2 separate regions of the Zea mays genome follow, and region 2 is linked to region 1. The links are chromatin contacts, called in public Hi-C maps. All regions are on one chromosome and are shown on one strand. The core of a region is the stretch at or near the end of the contact, and the rest is flanking DNA. Distances in the headings are between cores, read along the strand shown.

What was found. Hi-C and Micro-C count contacts between places; a contact is called where the count stands out from the background.
Region 2: a contact with region 1 is called in a Hi-C map of bundle sheath, with 2.8 times the contacts expected there. The contact joins the promoter of LOC100192721 here to the promoter of LOC100284198 in region 1. A contact is called at or near these places in 6 of 25 Hi-C or Micro-C datasets (bundle sheath, endosperm, leaf and 2 more).

What each region holds. Positions count from the first base shown.
Region 1 is chr1:21,146,169-21,149,257 of Zm-B73-REFERENCE-NAM-5.0, reverse strand. It overlaps LOC100284198, which reads left to right and starts at 1,499. Exons shown (of 7, transcript NM_001157093.2): 1 at 1,499-1,674; 2 at 1,838-1,894. The coding sequence starts at 1,864.
Region 2 is chr1:21,351,533-21,354,621 of Zm-B73-REFERENCE-NAM-5.0, reverse strand. LOC100192721 (Mannose-1-phosphate guanylyltransferase 1) reads right to left here and starts at 1,567. Exons shown (of 14, transcript NM_001137922.1): 1 at 1,470-1,567; 2 at 1,257-1,357; 3 at 1,067-1,170; 4 at 766-826. The coding sequence starts at 1,296.

The sequences.
Region 1 (3,089 bases), core at 250-2,749:
ACCGTTTGAGAGAGGGAAATGGTTGAAAGAGAACCGGTCTTTATGACCACCTCAACGGGGAGTAGGTTTGCAAGAACCGAACCTCGGTAAAACAAATCACCGTGTTATCGTTCTTATTCGCTTGTGATTTGTTTTCACCCTCTCTTTCGGACTCGCATTTAATTCTAACGCTAACCTGACTTGTAGTTGTGCTTAAAGTTTGTAAAATTCAGATTCGCCCTATTCACCCCCTCTAGGCGACTTTCAATATGTCATATGTGAGAAGTTGCTAAATGATAGTAGGGAGTAAACAAAATATGTTTTCTAGTAGTTCTCTATTTTTAGCTGCCAAATATTTTAAAAATATGCCAGCTATAAACTCATCTCGCTCTCACGTTCTAGAAAGTTTTATGTTCTTTCCATTAAACATGATATTGTTTTTGAAATGTTTCTAAAATTTGTGTACAAAACAGACGCAAAATCATTCATAGATTCCAAACAAGACCTAAATTGCAAACTATAGAAATAAAAAAATATAACATACAACAAAATTCTTCCACATAGTAGCCCGAAGTTTATTAATAAAAAATAAAAGAGAATAAAAACAGAACACATAGAACACTAATTTCGCACGAAAAATGCTTTGAGGAGTCAATCTCGAGTTGCCAAATGTAGAGACAAGAAAGGATAAAATAATAACTTCTTAAATTTAGCAACATCGTTTAGGGTACATTAGTCCTTAAACTAACATTTATGAACCTTTTTACATGATAGTTAGAGATGCTATTAGTCACCGTGTTTGGTAATTTAGGGACCAAACATGCCCTTAGTCATTTAATCATTTTGTTTTAGCTCATAGGTGTTGTTTGGCTCAGACATTGTTACGAGAATGGCAATGGAATCTCTTGTCGACGGTAATGGTTGTTAGCTATAATTAGATTGGATATTAGTACTTAATACTGATATCGATATCTATTAGCCCTATAATCCGTTCGTTACATTTTAGGTTTCACTGGACCAAACACCCTCTTAGGGTTTTTCCATAAGAATAAAAGAGAGTGAAAGAAAAATATAAGAGCTAATTTAGGAACTTTATTTTTTTAGTTGAATTTCTATTTTCTTAAAGAAAAATAATTGAATTCTCTTGGAAAAATCGATTTTTAGGGAAAATGGGGTTCTTAAACTAGCTCTAAGGTCTAGTATAGGAACACTGAATTTCTATATTCACAAAGAAAATTAATTCATTTTTACTTAGAAAGATAGTAATCCTTTTTTAAATGCGCAATTGGATCTATACCATTAAAAGATCCAAACTTTAGATATATACCATGGACCCCACATGTCATTGACTCATGTGGACCCACATGTAAGTGAGATAGTAATGGTATGGATCCAAGGTGGTGATCTTTTAATGGTATGGATCCAAATTTCCCTTTTTTTAAATAGAATTCCCAAAATAGCTGTAATAAAACAGAAATTTCCAAAGAAAAAACGGTCGAGGAGTCCCGATGCGGCTCTTTCTGAATTCTGACGCCGTCGATGCATAACCTCCTCGTGCGTTGTTTGTCTCTCTACTTCTCTAGTCTAGCCCCTCTGTCGCTCTCAGACGACGGGTGCGCCGCCGCCGCCGCCCTAAGCCAGGTGCTGACTGCTGAGGCTTTCTTTGGTCTCTTCGCCGGCGACGACACCCGCCAGGTACTCCCACCCGTTCTTTTCCCTTCCCTTCATCCTGTTCGAAGCTGAGCACCGAAACCCTAACCTAAAGCTATTTAGCTATTTGACAACCCTCCTAACTTCGAAGTTTTTTTTGTTGTTGCAAAAATCACCCATATTCCTTTACTGGATCTGCCCCTGCTAGTATCCACGGTGTCATTGCAAGACAAGATGGTTTCCTTCGAGATGAATGACCTCAAGAGTATGGACTTGTCACCACTCTTTTTTTAATTGTCTTCCCAATTTTTGTTCCATTTGTTTCTGATAGGAGCATAGATAGTTTGTGCTAGGCATGAATGTGTATTGATTTGCTTGACGTCCTTTGTTTCTGCCTCATAATTCAGAACTTAACAAGTTAGCATGTTTGCAAATTGTCTTGTGATGAATGTGACAAAGTCACCCTCAGGGATGCTACTTTGTTTTGAAGGTTTGCATGTCTTTAACTGATATTTGATGATTTTTCAATCATATAAACTGTGACATGCACCTCATATCATGTAAAAACAGTAGTTTTAATGTGTTGATCCATCAGGGTAATATCATGTGTGGAACGTGCTGTATAATTTAACCTGCATTTTTTTGTCTAAATGTGTTAGTGTTACAATTGACCATGAGTGGCAGCATATATCATGTACTGTGTGCCTGTGGTCTACAATATGCCAATATCACTTGAGTGGTAGTTTTAGTGTTATAAGTGTGTACAATGCAAGAGAGGCAACTTGCTAATTCTTTTTTTTCCCTTCAAGGGTGGGCTGGGGGTGTTATTAGAAAGAACAAGTATATGGGTCTGTTCATCCTCGATAGCATGTGTGATATTCTAGCAGTTTGTTACTGTGTCTGATCTCAACTGAGTTTGTCCAATCTGTGGAAATATTGGCTCAAGTGCACCAACTGGATAAAGCTTTCAGGCAAACCAAAGATATTAAAGTTCAAGATGTCTGCTGGTTAGGCCGACACAATTGCCATACTACACAAATACTAACTGCAGTGCTGAGCTGCTGTCTGACTGCTGAATCCTCTGAAAGATGCTTGGATTTAGTTGAAACAGGCCTAAGATGTTTATGCTAGTTTTTAATTGACTACTGTAAGAAACATCTACTCAGCCATTAGCTAAGAGCAACTCCAAGAACCTCTCTGTATTTTTCCTCATTGATAGGAATGGAGATTTTGGGTGAAAAAATGTCCTCCAACAAGTTCTTTAATTAGATATATAAATATTGCCATCATCTATTCTGGATTTCTCGCTAGCTAAAGATGGAGAGTGAGATTGGCTCTCTAGAGTGCACACAAGATCTACAAAATCTGCTGGAGGGTGGTAAGATAGAGAGCAATTTTTATTCAAATGGCTCTCCAAATGATGATTTAGAGTGAATTTAGGAAAGACTTTTGGAGATGCT
Region 2 (3,089 bases), core at 318-2,817, 210 kb before region 1:
CAGGACACAAGCGCAGCTAGGGGCTAGGAGGGAAAGTAGGATAGCCTGCTGTTATTCAGTTCTTTAGATTGTGGAGTTTGTTGCCCCTTTCGGTTGGGCCTCTGGCCATATAAGATGGTAACCGCACAGGAGATAATCAATCAAGTATTACCAGCCTATCATCTCTCTCTTCCTCTCTAAGCCGGCAACTCGGGGGCATAACCCGGTTGACGAAGGCGGCGACGGCGTGGGGGTATAACCCTGCCGGCGACGACGGATCGCGACTACGAACTACGTAGCCGGGGTCCCGCTGCCTTGGGTACCACTACCCTTGACAATATATCACTAATTACAAGGTGATAGGCAAGCTAGCACAACTGTAGAGCCTTAAGCCCATTCTAGCCTAGTAGAAGATAAAAACAGGAAAAAAAAAACAAGATACTAATGACAAGGCAGATGCATCTCTATAATTTTAGTGATCTCAGGTACAATACCATATATTAGAGGCAGATGCGTCTCTATAAGATGTAACCAACGAATATGCCAAAAACAAGATACTAATGACAAGCTCAGCTTCAGATTCAATACCAACCACTACAGTTCCATTCCACTTATTCTGACTAGTGATAAGTGGACACGCTATCATTCGGTCTAAACAGCAAAGCAAAGAACAACCTCGTGATGTTCTATTATTACACTATCCATGCTTGTGTCTATGATCATCATCAAACTGATAAATCGAGCCAACACGAAAGAAGAGTATGTTTCAGATACTTGGCAACCTACCCAGCATGTCTGGAAGGGGGAAGCTAGAACAGACGTCGCAGTTAAGCAGAACTATGTGTGACTGCAAAACATCAAGCAAAAACAGTAACGAAGTTTTAGAGGATGCCACTTTCTTGATCCAATCGGCATAGCAATGTAATAGATTCCTACAAACCCCAGACGCTGAATGTGTTCTGACTTCTGAATAGGCAAAAGCTATTCAAAAAGATGTGGATAAAGTGATCCACTGCATTACTGCAGCTTTAGAAATATCCGACTTCCAATTCAAGATGACAATCAGGCCATGGCACTAAGTCATTACCGGGCTGTCTTCCATGATGTAATCTCTAAAGATGTAGAGCCCTCCAGCTGACCCGTGAGGCTTATCCTCTCGCAGGTACCTAAAATTTAAATTGGCCAGAGACCCTGTCAATGACACGGCTCTCTTAAATCTCCCTAACGCACCCAGCCAAACACTGCAGAAGCAAACAACATGAGGGCACGAAACAAACCTGACAGGGATCCTGAGCTCGTTGGAGATAGACGAGACATATAGCGCGAATTCCCGCTCGTCGTAGAACCCGATAAGGTATATCTGTGCCAGGTTGGGGATCTGCAGCAATGGGATGCAAGAAAAAAAAACTTTCTCATACGAGCCGCAGGCCGAACCATACAAACGTCACAATTCCACAAAGGACAGGGGAGCGCAGGAATTGGTGGATTACCCGGCTGCAGGCGGAGATGGGGTGGTGCACCATGGGCTGGCCGGCGATAGGGAAGAGCGGCTTGGGCACGTTCAGCGACAGCGGCCGGAACCGCGTCCCTGCACCCGACACCAGCACCAGAGCAAACCGATCAGAGTATCAGACGATGAGAGGGCAGAGGAGGGTCCCGGGGGCGCGCGGCGCAGATCTAGCAGCACTAACCTTTGGTGGGGCCGCCGACCATGATGACGGCAACGACGCGCTGCTCGTAACCGGCCATGGCTGCTCTGCTTCGGCGCTGGTGGCGGAGTGTGGGGGAGGGAGAGACGCGCGCGGGCGAAGGCGTGGCGATGGGATTTGGAGGAGAGCGTGGACCGCGAGTATTTTAGCGGAGGCGAAGGCGATGCCGATCAGACGTCGGAGGAGGTGGTGAGAGCGTAGCGGAGCGGAGGCGGGCGATTTCCGGGCAGCGGCTTTCTGACTTTGTGGGTCGTGCGCTGCGCCCGGTGGGATCCGTGCCGCACCGGGGTGCGGGTGCGGGGTTGAACTGGCGCTGAAACCGGTGGCTGAGCCACCGAGGGCAGAGCCGAAGCTTCATTTCTCCAAATGCCGATAATAACGGTCAGGGAACGTGGCGGTAGCGGATAACTGAGCTTGCACGGAATATCCCGTCTGGAGTTTAGGATATCCTGGTGGAGTACTGTGTTAGAGATGGACGAAGGCGAAACCCTGGCTTGCTGGATCTGGATGGTACTGCCTTTGAGCAAGGAAATTCATGCAACTAGTGGTTTCCGCGCGCCCTGAGCGAGGTTAAACAATATTTAACTCGTTTGTGAGATCTTAATTTATAAATACATACTTTTTTAGTTCTTTTTTATTTATCGTGTTTTAGTTTAAAAATAAACTAACGAACGATAAATATTCGAGAACGAAGATAGCTATAAATTTATTTGAAAAAATAGTTAGTAAGCGGAACAATGTGCACATGATTTATTTGAGGGTACTAATCATATAATATGTGTTGAATTGTAGAAGTGTACAAAAGAAAGATCGTAGACAAACATGTTTGAAAGTCGCCAAGAGGAGGTGAATAGGCAGAAACTGAAATTTACAACTTTAAGCACACTACAAGCTTGGGTTAGCGTTAGAATAAAAGTTAAGTTCGAGAGAGAGAGGAATAAATCGACCAAGAAAATAAAGCGGATGACACGATGATTTGTTTTACCGAGGTTCGGTTCCAAAGAACATAGTCCCTGTTGAGGTGGTCACAAAGACCGGGTCTCTTTCAACTCTTTCCCTCTCTCAAACGGTCACCTAGACCGAGTGAGCTTTCTTCCTTGATTTCCCGGGTCACTTAGACCCCACAAGGACCACCACACAATTGGTGTCTCTTGCTTCGCTTACAAGGCTTTGAGAGTAAGAATGAGAGAACGAAGAAAGCCAACCAAGCAACAAGAGCAACAAAGAAACACAAGACGATCTCCTCACAAGTTCTAAAATACTAGAGTTGAATTGTGGACTTTGATTTGTTCGGATGCTTTGATTTGTGTCTTGGAGTGTAGTGTATTCCTCTTGTATTGAATGCTCTGTTGTGAATGCTTGGATTGTTGGAGTGGAGGTGGTTGGGGGGTATTTATAGCC